2 separate regions of the Oryctolagus cuniculus genome follow, and region 1 is linked to region 2. The links are chromatin contacts, called in public Hi-C maps. All regions are on one chromosome and are shown on one strand. The core of a region is the stretch at or near the end of the contact, and the rest is flanking DNA. Distances in the headings are between cores, read along the strand shown.

The links. Hi-C and Micro-C count contacts between places; a contact is called where the count stands out from the background.
Region 1: a Hi-C map of psoas muscle shows a contact between it and region 2, with 7 times the contacts expected there. The contact joins the promoter of LOC100353195 here to the promoter of MEIG1 in region 2. A contact is called at or near these places in 2 of 6 Hi-C or Micro-C datasets (psoas muscle and an unstated tissue).

The regions. Positions count from the first base shown.
Region 1 is chr13:41,206,149-41,212,916 of mOryCun1.1, forward strand. LOC100353195 (acyl-CoA-binding domain-containing protein 7) reads right to left here and starts at 4,123. Exons shown (of 3, transcript XR_011381481.1): 1 at 3,989-4,123. It overlaps LOC100351937 (ribonuclease P protein subunit p38), which reads left to right and starts at 4,009. Exons shown (of 4, transcript XR_011381477.1): 1 at 4,009-4,269; 2 at 5,200-5,251.
Region 2 is chr13:40,945,485-40,951,736 of mOryCun1.1, forward strand. It overlaps MEIG1 (meiosis/spermiogenesis associated 1), which reads right to left and starts at 3,338. Exons shown (of 3, transcript XM_008268325.4): 1 at 3,181-3,338.

The sequences.
Region 1 (6,768 bases), core at 2,873-5,372, 260 kb after region 2:
TTGGATGAGGATCAGGGCTGAGCTTGACGATACAGGTTTACTATGCATGACCCTTACATGAGTTTCTCAATAGTTGTCATGTTTTCTGATAAAGTTTCTACTCTTCCCCACTGAAGGTACTGCACAACTTCTGCAGATTTACTTCTGTTACTTTGTGATTTTCATCATGTAGATGGAGGTTGCTTTTTGAATTTCATTGTGTATCTGCTACTGCAGTAGAGAAAGGGAATTGACCTTTGTAAATTATATCCAATGGCTCCGCTGAGTCTCTTTATTCTTTTTTGGGCAATTTTTATTTTTATTTTTTGGTCTATAGCTAGCAGTCTATAATGACAATTTCATTTCTTCCTCTCCAATCCTCACAACTTTCTTTTCTTTGTATAATCTAGTATAACAAACAGTAGTAATAGTAATATTAGCAGGGGCTGGTGGTGTGGCCGAGCAGGTTAAAACCCTAGTCTGCAGTGCTGGTATCCCATATGGGTGCTGGTTTGAGTCCCCGCTGCTCCACTTCTGATCCAGCTCCCTGCTAATGTAACTGGGAAAGCACCGGAGGATGGCCCAAGTCCTTGGGCCCCAGCACCCACGTGGGAGACCTGGAAGAACTCCCTGGCTCTGATTTGACTCAGCTCCAGCTGTTGGAATGGAGTGAACCAAGTGATGGAAGACCTCTACCTCTCTCTGTAACTCCATCTTTCAAATATATAAAATAAATCTTTAAAAAATATAGTAATATGAGCACTCTTATACCTTAAATGTAATACTTTCAGTTTTCCACTATTAAATGTGATGTTTACTGCAGTGGTGAGATTTTGGTGTATGTTACTATGTTAAAGAAATTAATTTCTCTTGTAATTTCATAGGAATTGTTAATATGAATGGATGCTGAATCTGATCAATAGCTTTTCTTTAAAAAAAAAAATGTCTCAGTGATACTGTAACATTTCTCCCTTGATTTTTTCAACAGGATGGTTTACAAGAATTTTCTTTTTTTTTTTTTAAGCCTGCATTCAGCTTTCCCATAGAATTTTCATTACCATTTACTGTTTTTTTTTTTTTTAAAGATTTATTTATTTGAATGTCAGAGTTACACAGAGAGAGAGGGAGAGGCAGAGAAAGAGGTTTTCCATACGCTGGTTCACTCCCCAACTGGCCTCAACAGCTGGAGCTGTGCCAATCCGAAGCCAGGAGCCAGGAGCTTCTTTCGGGTATCCCACACAGGTGCAGGGCCCAAGCATTTGGGCCATCTTCCACTGCTTTCCCAGGCCATAGCAGAGAGCTGGATCGAAAGTGGAGCAGCCAGGATTTGAACCAGTGTCCATGAGATGCCAGCACGGCAGATGGAGGCTTTAACCCGCTGTGCCACAGCATTGGCCCCCTTTTTTCTTTTTTCTTTCTTTCCTCTCTCCCTCTTCTTCCTTCCTCCTTTTCCTTCCTCCCTCCCTTCCTTCTTTTGCATCCATGTTTAGAAGCCATCATCTGCTGCCTCCTAGGACATGCAATAGCAGGAAGTGGGAATCAGGAACAATGCAGACACTCCAGTAGGAGATACAGGCATCCCAGCTCGCATCAGTGAGCCAAATGCCTGCCCTCAGAATTTTCCCCACCAAAATAGACTTCTTTTAATTTCATTGCTTCCAAACTTTTTACATACCTTTATAATTACTCCTATTAAAGCATACATATTGTGAAACAAATTAGAAGGGAGTGCAGAAAGGAAATATGTTTGGAGATTCCGGGCCATGGAAACAATTCTTTTTTGTTATCATGCTTGTGTGATACAAATGGGACAGAAACTAATTTTGAAATGTTCATTTTCACAAAATTATTGTGGAAACTGTATCGCTAGTCTTAAAAAAAGCACTGAAATAAAGAAGCTACATATAATTTTCATTCACTTAATTCTGCCAGGTTGTCACTGTATTCATTACAAAACTATTTATCAGGACTGCCAAGACTATATGCCAGGCACTATGCTAAGCATCTTAAATAGATCAGCTCCTCTAATCCTCAAAACAGGTACTATTTTTATCACTTCACAGAGGAGGTTAATTAGGTAGCCTAGAGTTATAGCTAGTCAGTGATGAAATTAGGATTTCAACCAGGTAGCCTGGCTCCAGAGACATGTAACCACTGATAATCCCTACCCAGCTAATAAATACTAAGATGATGCTCAAATGATAAATCTGGAACCTTAACAGGGACAAAGAATTAGACAGATTTTCTTCCCATAATTCTAGTATTTCAATGAGATCTGTGTGTCTGTTTTTAGGATTCCATGTTTAATTCTCCATAATGAACTACTATAATCCATTTTCTGAAACAAAAGCCTGTTGTTGTACTCAATCTCATGGTAGCTTATTCTTTTTTTTTTAAATATTTACTTGAAAGGCAGAGTGAAGAAGAGATACAGACAAAGAGATCTTCCATCTGCTGGTTCATTCCACAGATAGCTACCATGAGCTGGGCCAGGCCAGAGCCAGGAACATTGAACTCCATCTGGGTCTCTCACATAGGTGGAAGGGGCCCAGGTATTTGGGCCATCTTCTGCTGCTTTCCCAGACACATTAGCAGGGAGCTGGATTGGAAGCAGAGCAGCTGGGACTGGAACCAGCTATCTGATACAGGATGCTAGCAACACAGAAGGTAGCTTAACCCACCACACCACAATGCTGCCCCAACTGCCCTTTTTCAACTTTCTACATGTGATAAAAATCAGATTATACTTTAACCTTGTGTAACTTGCAGTTTTTGACCAAAAGCAATGCCACTTTTTGTAGTGTTTACTTTATGGTCAGTTAGGTACTATGTAGGCTATCAAAATTTATATAAACCAGATTCCAAAATGGGAAACAAGCAGAGCATAGACTGAAAAAAAGGAGGAAAATATGTACGAGGATACTTCAAAAAGTTCATGGCAATGGAATTAAAAGACCAGGGTGGGCATTTGGCCTAGCAGTTCAGACACCAGCTGGTTCCTCTGCAACCTGATTCCCGCTTCCCGGTGATGCATACCCTGGGAGGCAGCACGTGATGCTCAAGTGATGGTGCCCTGCCTCCCGTGTGGGAGACCTAGACTGGGCTCCAGCTCCTGACTTCGGACCAGCCTTGTTCTGGCCACTGTGGGCATCTGGGGTGTGAACCAGGACTGTGGTCTTGTCTTTCTGTCTTGCAAAGAAATAATTTTTTTAAAAAAGATTGTATTTTGGTGCAAAAAAAAATCTATTAAATCTATGCGGTTTCTTCATGATACTCATTTTTCATGGCTGTTCTGAAGACCCTCGTGTGCATGGATTTAAAAAGAAATTTTGCACCACGAGAAACTCATCTTTTAATTTCATTCTCCAAGGACTTTTTGAAGCACCCCCAGTATGAGAGGGTCAGGATGGTGGCTCAGGTTAAAGCGGAAGAGGAAAAGGGGCGGGGGTGAGCAGCTCATTAACAACCTACTGAGGTGTGTAGTGCACAGCCAAGTGTAGAGCCCCGACCTTAACACTCTCCCTCCGCTGTTTTCACCGACTGCCGGCGACACCCGAGTCCGCTCCTAACTGCCCTCTGCGTTGGCTGCAGTAACCACCGCAGAGGATGCCGTGTTCCGGGATGCGAAAAGCCCTACTCTTCCTCTCTACATTATTCCCAGGATTACATTACTGCCTGGGAAGTGTCTCACCCACCCATCCACCCCCCACCCGTTTCTCTTCTTTCCAGGGCGGTGGGTCGTGCGCAGGGATCCGACGGAGAGTGAGGGACTGGGGCAGCAAGGGCTGGGGTTTTGCGTCCCTAAGGAGGGAAAAGAGCGAGCTAAGACTTACAAGGCTCTGAAAGACGGAAACCGAGCTAGAAATAGGAGGGTGCAGACAGGAGCAAAGACGCCCTGAGGGAACCAGCCTCCGGGGAGTTTCACCGGTTGACTGTCTCCCAACCCGCAGGCTTGGAGAACTGGACGGTCTCCCAACCCGCAGGCTTGGAGAACGCGGCGGCAACTCACCATGGCAACCCTAAGATCTCGCGAGAAGCAAGCTGCGCCGCGCACACGCCGGAGCCTCCGCTCCCGGTTCAAAGCTGAGGCCTCGCTCTGTGGCTTCCCCGCAGCCCGACATCGGGTGGGTGAAGATCCTTACGGCGGAGTAAACCAACGCGGAGCGCGCTCAGCACCTCCGCCCAGCCCCAACAGCGAGAGGAAGGCGCTGCCGGCAGGCGAGGGCTGTGCGCAGGCGCGGCGCAGGCGCACGTGCAGCCGCCGCCGTGGTCCGCTGGGAGACGCGAGCTGTAAGTGGAGCTGGGGTGCGGGAGAAGCCAGGCTGGGGAGGAAGGACCCCGGCCCGGGTGGAATCGAGCCTGGGTCTCCGGCTGGGTCCGGAGGCCGAGGTCGCGGCCCCGGCCACGCACGGTAGCCAGGGCTTCCTGGGGGCCTGTCGCGCAGCCGCGGGGCTTCCGGCTACCTCCCGGGACCAGCGCGCGCTTCTACTTGGGCTCCTCTGGGTGCCTGGATTACCGCACCTGGTGGGCGGGGGAACTACAAAGATAAAACCCCACCCTGACCTTTCTGCCTTCCACTGCTCCGCGTGCATTGAGGGGCTGAAGGGAGGCGTGGTATTCCAGGCAGTATAGACAGGGAGGGGAGAAACTAATGGCTTAGTGAGTATGCGTGTGGTTTGGTGTTGAGTGTAAAATGTGCTGGGGGGAGTGTAGGGAGAAAGGCAGGTGAGACATGGGGTCAGAGCGTGGAGGGCCTTCCGTGGCACCGTCAGTTTGCAGTTGGGGATCGAGCGGGCATTTAGCCTACCAGTTGAGATGCCTGTGCCCCACACTGGAGTGCCTGGGTTCAAAACCCAGCTGCAGACCCCAGCTTCCTGTTGATGCAAACACTGGGATCCCTGAAATGGTAATGGCTCAAGTCATTGGGGTTCCTGCCACCCACCTGGGAAAACCGGATGGTATTCCTGGCTCCAGCCCCAAATGCCGCCCCGCCCCGCCCCGCCCCAGGCCTTCTGGAGATAGAACCAGGAGATAAGAACCCTCTTTGTCTGGGTCATTTGCCTTGACTCTATTGGAAGTAGAGGCTCGGAGACATAGTTCGGAAGGCACCTCAGCGAGGTCTATTTTCCCAAGCTATTCTTACAGTATTTTGTTTCTGGATTGTACTGCATGAACTTCTGCTTATCCAAGCCACTTACACCTTTTTATCTCCCCCGCCAGGTTCTGCATTCAGAAGTTAACGCCTCTTGTTACCCCTCTGGAGCACAGAGCTGTAAGTCTCTACCCCTGCTGTTCAGATGCTGAACATCTTAAGGGACTTGTGTTTTGGCAAGATCCCTGTGCAGTCGCATTTGTCTTGCTCCTCACTTATTTCCCCTTCCTGACCAGCTTTAACCTGATGCCAGCAGTTAGCGATACTTAAGTGGATTTGGAAGAATCACTTTCCTTCCCAGTTCCCTGAGCTTGTCGGGATGCTGGGGAGGGCAGTGTGGTGGGCCCGAAGGAAGCAGCGTAGGCAGCAGTGCCCAGCGTGGGTACTACTGACACGACTGGGGTTTGATCTCTGACCCCAGGGAGTGGAATTTAAGTTTTCTGTGGGAAGGTGACTGGGAGGAGCGTCACAGCTGAGGAGAGGCGAGGGCCATTTCTCAGAGCTGCCCGGTGTGGAAGGGCGGCCTCTCCCACACCTGCAGTTGCTCATTCTGGTTCTCTGTCAGGTTCACCTGGGCAGCTTTTCACTAACACAGATGCCCTGGCCCTATTCTCAGAGATTCTAGGTGAAGACCAACTATCTGGATAAATATTTTTAAAGCCACAGGTTATTTCTGAGGTGCAGCTAGGACTGAATAAGCAGAAAACTGGGATTTGGAAAACTACTTGTGACTTGGCGTAGTGAGTCTGTTTCCTCACTCCCACCTTGGGGAGTTCTGCAGGAATGTTTTGAGAATCAAGGAGCACACGCAGCAGGGGCCTTGTATGTTCTGACATGTTGCCCACACACTCTCGGAGAGCATGTAGCTTCCATTAGCTTTGCCACGAGGGTGCCCATGGTTCTCAACTGAATGCCAGATAGAAGGCGAGGAAAGGCAGGCCTAGGCAGTCGCCCTGAGGATAGGGAGGGTATGCCCTAGACCAGTGGATCCCAGCAGTAAGGATCCCTCTTCTTGCTTTTCCTTACTGAAACAATGTCTTTAAGTCTCACCACCACGTTTCCTCAGTTTTTGTAAAGTTGCCAGGGAGGGAAGTCAGCTTGGAATAACCGTGTGGGGAGGGGCAGGGGAGATACAAGTATACCTCTGCCTGTGCAGTCAGTGTTTCAGGACGGATATACAAGAAACTGGGTGCAAGGAGGAAGGCAGAGTCACAGAAGGGAGCACACGGCTCAGGTCTTGACAGAATCACAGTTGGTTAATTATGAATGGCAGAGGTCTCCTGGGCCCCATGAATCCCAGGGCCTAGAACTCCATCCACACACTGCAGGTGCTCAGTGAACAGGAGTCCCAACTAGAGAGCACTTTAGAAAATGGAAACAAATCTATAAGATTAATGCCATACAGCCCCCAAAAAGAGAATTATGAACATTTTGAATGAATAAACAAGTGGAATTTCACCGATTACAACCATGCAGAACATTCACATCCTGCCTGTGAATAAAGACAAAGTCATGAGACAAATGGGGAAAGTTAATCTTGAAAGAGGTTAAATGTGTGGTCACCTAATTGGTCTACATACACATGCTTGCTATAGCTTACCAAGAATCCGTACGACCAAGGTACTCTGAAGGCGTGC
Region 2 (6,252 bases), core at 2,088-4,587:
TTATAATAAATGCTTTTACAAGAGTCATAAATTTAGCATTATGTGGATTTGATGGGGGGGGGGGAGTAGAGAAAACCAAAATTGGTGGATTTGCTGAAATTCAGAGGCATGCTCCTCTGTGTGAAAGATGTAGCCTAAAAGTCCTCTGAGTAGCGAATAAAAAAAAAAAAAAGACAATTCTGGCAGAACGCTGAGTCACCTGTTTCCCAGTCACACTCAGGCACTGACTGGCTCTTCTCTGTGAAAAATAAGGAGATTGGTCTGTGCTATGCTACACCCCTCTAGATTGTTACATTACTTACTTAACACTTACTTAGCATTTACTCTCTATTCTGAACCGTCTTTCCCACAGTTGTTTGGACTAATTTGCAGATTTAAAGGAATTTAAATGAAGTTATTTGAGCCATAGAGTTCTCATCTTGATGAAAGTAGCAAGTACATAAAGTGGGTATATCATTATGATTGCTGTTTAGATTTTCTTCCAGTGAGCATACCAACATGTCTGTTGATCAGACCAAAGGAAATTAGAATTTTGTTAGTATGGACTTTAAAAAGTTTTCTATCTTTATTTAGATTTAGGCTCATGTTGGCATTTTAACGCAGTTCACTCTTACAGTACTCTTTGAATTTATGTAAAATCTGTACTATCTGACAGAACAGTTATAAGTAAGCCATGTTTCAGTGAAACTATGCCCTTTAATTCTGGTCACTGAACCACTGGTACACAATAGATAAGGGAGCTTCTAAAAGTTCTTGGAAAATTCACATTTTAAAAAAGATTTATTTATTTATTTGAAAGAGAGAAGGAGAAACAGATCTCCCATCTGCTGGTTTACTCCCCAGATGACCACAAAGCCAGGGGCCCGAAGCTTCATCCAGGACTCTCACATGAGTGCAGGGCCCAGGCACTTGGGCCATCTTCTGAGGCTTTTTCCCAGGCCATTAGCAGGGAGCTGGATAGGAGTGGAGCAGCTGGGACAAGAACCGGCGCCCATATGGGATGCTGGCGCTGCAGGCAGTGGCTTTACCCACTATGCCACAGTGCCAGCCCCTTCACATTTTCTTTTAATTCCATTTTCCTTGAACTTTTTTTTTTTTTTTTTTTTTTTTTTTTTTTTGACAGGCAGAGTGGACAGTGAGAGAGAGACAGAGAGAAAGGTCTTCCTTTTGCCGTTGGTTCACCTTCCAATGGCTGCCGTGGCCGGCACTCTGCGGCCAGCGCATCGCGCTGATCCGAAGCCAGGAGCCAGGTGCTTCTCCTGGTCTTCCATGCGGGTGCAGGGCCCAAGGACTTGGGCCATCCTCCACTGCACTTCCGGGCCATAGCAGAGAGCTGGCCTGGAAGAGGGGCAACCGGGACAGAATCCAGTGCCCTGACTGGGACTAGAACCTGGTGTGCCGGCACCGCAAGGCAGAGGATTAGCCTAGTGAGCCGCAGCGCCAGCCTAATTCCATTTTCCTTGAACTTTAAGCCCCCTTATACTAGTTACAACAAACAAATGAGTTGGATATAAATATGTTACAGCCTAATAATACATTTACATATACAATTATAGAATATATATAACAGAAAAAAGAAACTAAGAAACACAAAGTATAAATTCACTGTATTAAAGACACTCAAAATTAGTCATGTTTTTATATGAATTTGGTGGCTTACATTGCTTTTATGGATCAAATGTATTTTCTAAAAGTAGTGATACAACCTTAATTTTTTTGCTTTATCAATTTTTGTTTCAGGCTTGACTTTTTGTTATAAAAATTCTTGTTCACATTCAGGCAGAAAATAAGTTTTTATGAATGTCATCATTTTTTATTTCAAATAATTATGTCAACTATGTTATACAAATACTACATTTAATAGAAAAAAGAAAATAGGCAGCATTCAGTTGAACTTCTGGAGAAACTACCATTTGTCTTATTAGAAATGCACATCTTGATATTTTGTTTTCTCAAAAGTCTAAATGGAACATGAATGTAATTTTCACTATGATAGGAACCCTAGTTGCTACTATAACTCTGCTCTATAGTATCGGCACAGATTCCTTTTTTAGGGGAGTCAGGGTGTCACTCTTAACACAAAATGAAGTTACAACTAGCAAAGATGAACTTCCAGTTCCTTGATGACATGTTTCAGTGAAATTCAGTGGCAAACTAATTCTGCTAGTTACAGCACTTTCAAACCAAATGGTTACTCTGCTACCATTTGTGGCTCCCAAACCAGCAAATGGTAATTCTTGAATCTCCAGTCTATGAAAACGGAACTGTATCAACAGTGTTAGGGCTGATTTGAGCATTAAAGAACCCTGCACCGATCTGCAGCCCTTGCCCATCTCAAGTTGCACTGTGACATTGGACGCCTCTGACGCAGGCAGTCACCCCAAACGACCCTGCGCGGAAAACCCTTTTACCTCCTTTCGCTCTGAAACGTGTGTTTACCTCCGTGGCAGTCAACCCCGTCAGCATCATCCTCCTGCGTCTCCCATTTCGCTCTTCCTCCCCTGCCCCCCTTTGATTATTTCCGTTACTAAGCGGCAGCAGGACGCGGAGGAGCAGCCCTTTACAGAACCCGGGTTAGGACGCTCAACGATCCTGGACTTCTTGTTTCAGAACCGGCACAGAAGAATCGCATCAGAGGGTCTCCAAAGTCCTTCAATTCCCCAACCAATGTTGGGTTTGCAGACGAAACACAAAAGAGGTTCCCCAAATACGCCTTGGCGTCCTCGGGCCAGGGTGCTGAGCTGCGTTGGTGCAGCGTAAGAGCGCCCCTGTGGGAGCCCCACAGCCGGCACGCCTCCCCAGTCCCTCAGAAATCACTGTGCTTGGAGCAGGCCATGACGGACAAAGTATTCTAAAACCAGTGATCTAAGGATTGAGTCCCCACAGTCACAACCGCTAAAGACAAAGGGGGGCACGCGACGGCCAGGAGCCTTACAGGATAACCAGACCCGAAACTCAAGAGGAGCCAAAGAAGGCCATTCGTTAAAAAGCAGTGTGGATGTGAAAACTCAGGAACCAGAGGAGAAAGGACACAGGCAGCACCCAGCGGCTGCGGCGGGCCGGTGAGGGCGAGGGGCGGAGGGGCGGAGCCTGGGCTGGCCCGGCTGCATGGGCGTGGGCAGGGGCCAAGCCCCCAGCGACGCACCCACCCACCCCTGGGATTCGGCTCTCCGTGGTTACCCTCCAAGCAGGAGAGGACCGGGGCGCTGCACCCGGGAACTCGCAGGCGGGCGCGGCGGTGCTCGCGTTCTCCACTCGAGATCTGTAGGCCGGAGCAGCGGCAAGCCAACTGCCGCCGCCTTTGCAACCCTCGTGTCGCCTAGCAACGCGTGGGCCGCTCAGGTCCCGCCCAGTTCGCGCGTCACGCCCCCTGGGAGCGGGTCTTTGTGCGCATGCGCAAGGGCTGGTGCTAGTGTGGCGTGGGAAGCGGTGCGGGGTCTTTTGACAAGTTAATGACGGAGCGAATGTGGGTAATGGGCCTGGGTATATCCATGAGCAGAGGTGAAGTGAGATGTGTTATTTGCTGTCCTTTGAGCCCCAGCCGGAGTTCCTAAGAAAGCGGTTTCTGGTCCTGACGGGACTCTAGTGTCTATTACTGTGTGGGGACTGAAAGAACGAATCCATAGGGCGAGGCAAAATACCGATGGCATTTAGTAAACCTACAGTAAATGGTATTTTTCTAACATTACCTTCATTATATTTAAAATACCATCTATGTTAGTGAAAAGTGATCAGATTCAAGATATATCTTGAACATAGAGCTATCATAATTTGCTGATAAATTACAGTGGAAGAAAAAGAGGCAATGGCTTGGTGCTAGAACCAGTACAGGCGGAGCAGCCCTAATAAGGAGGTTCAAAATGCTAAAAAATCTGACACTTGAGTACAGACATGACCCCACTAGCAGGAAATTCCACACCTGACCTCCTGTCATGGGCCACAGTCAAAATGCAGGTACACTAAAAAGAATGTATAAAGTTATCCTTAGGCTAGATCTATACATGAATTTCATGTTTAAGTTGGGTCCCATCCCCCAAATACCTCATTATGTGTGTACACATATTCCAAAATCTGATGAAGCACTTGGCACTTCAGCTAAGGGATACTCAACCTATAGTTAAAATTTTAGAGTTTGAGCTAGTTCTTAAACACATGCCATAGTACAAATTATTTAAACTTCTAATTAAATGAGTCATATCAAAACAAAGCTAACACATATTAAAAGTAAAATAAGGCCGGCGCCGCGGCTCACTAGGCTAATCCTCCTCCTTGCGGCGCTGGCACACCGGGTTCTTGTCCCAGTCGGGGCGCCGGATTCTGTCCCAGTTGCCCCTCTTCCAGGCCAGCTCTCTGCTGTGGCCAGGGAGTGCAGTGGAGGATGGCCCAAGTCCTTGGGCCCTGCACCCCATGGGAGACCAGGATAAGTACCTGGCTCCTGCCATCAGATCAGCGCAGTGTGCTGGTCGAAGCACACTGGCCACGGTGGCCATTGGAGGGTGAACCAATGGCAAAGGAAGACCTTTCTCTCTGTCTCTCTCTGTCTCACTGTCCACTCTGCCTGTAAAAAAAAAAAAAAAAAAAAAGTAAAATAAGCCTAAAACCAAAACATCAGCTCCATCTACTTACTGTGATACCAAATTTTATTTCCTCAGCCTAAATCTTCCTCTGGATTTTACACTTGTATATTCAACCAATATTCAACATCTATTTGGTTGTGCAAAACAACTCCTGAAACTTCTACCTTTCACTGGTCAAAACCCCTGCTCCTTCCTTGTGTTTCCCTTTTAGTAGGTAACACCTAGAATCCCTCTTTCTCTTACCTTTCATTCCTTTCCGGAAGTAAAACCTTTTGGCTTTACAGCTCTCATCCAAGTCCAGGCCACCATCATTTTTCCCTCTGGTCCTTGCAATAGCCCCCAACAGTTCTCTCTTGCCACTTTCCACATCCCTATTGTCTGTTCTCAGTGCAACAGTCAGTGCAGTCCATTTAAAGTCTAAGTCATGTTGTGTCACTCTGGTTTATAGCTCTGCAATGGCTTTCCATCTTCTGCAGAATAAAAATCTGTCCTTACAAAGCCAGCGACACACTACGAGATTTGTATACAACCCTGACTCCCTTTCTCTGTAACTGTGGATCATTTGGCCCCACCACACTGGCCTAACAGTACTTAGCACACAGTAGATGCTAAAGCAGTATATTTTATTAGTATATTTAACCCGATCCTGTGGAAGGAATATGGTAAGGGAGCTAGGGGAGTGGTGGTTTTCTGGGATTTGAATCCAGATTCAAATAACTGGCAAATATTCAAATAATAATCCAGATGCAAATAACTAGTTCTAATAACTACCAACATGCTCTTGTGCAAGTTCCTAAGCCATAGTTTCCTCAACTGTGAAGTGAGTACAAAAATGGTCAATCCGATGGGTTTGTTGTGAGGATGAAATAATAAGTGTGAAACACTCTGGGAGCTGCTACATAAATGGTAGAGAGTATTTCAATCAGAATGTGCACTCCATGATCACAGAGATTTTTGTAAACTTTCCTCACTACTGTATGTTTAGAGCTGAAAACTCAAGAACAGTGTCTGATCCATAGTAGAGGGCCAGTGACTATTTGCTGAATGAATAAATTAATCCTCACTATTATCTTCACTGGAGCATTGAACAGCTTTTCAACTGGCTCCCTTTTCCAGCCTGAGTTCTTTCTTGCTTAACATTTATTTATTTGAAAGGCAGAGTCACAAACAGAGAGATGGAGAGACAGAAAGGTCTTCCAATCTCTGGTTTATTCCTCAAATAGCCACAATGGCCAGAGCTGAGCAGATCCAAGGCCAGGAGCCAGGAGTTTCTTCTGGGTCTCTCACATGGGTACAGAGGCCCAAGGACTTGGGCCATCTTCTGCTGCTTTCCCAGGTCACAGCAGAGAGCTGGATTGGAAGAGGAGCAGCTGGGAGACAAACCGGCACACAGGTAAAGGCTTAACCTACCATGCCACAGCGCCAGCCCCAAAGTATTCTTTACAAAATCCAGTCCAGTGGTTCTCTGAGTTTATGGCTGCAAGAACTAGCTGACACTCTGTAAGGTTGGCATTCTGATTCCTGATTTCCCTGGTAATAACATATGTCTGATGTATTCATATATTGCTTTGTGTCTCTGAAGAAGCACTGATTTACCGTGTTCTGATGCCATCTCTCCATTGATTGAACACCACTTGTAGAATTCTTGAAACCTGATTTTGCTCACCTAACACGC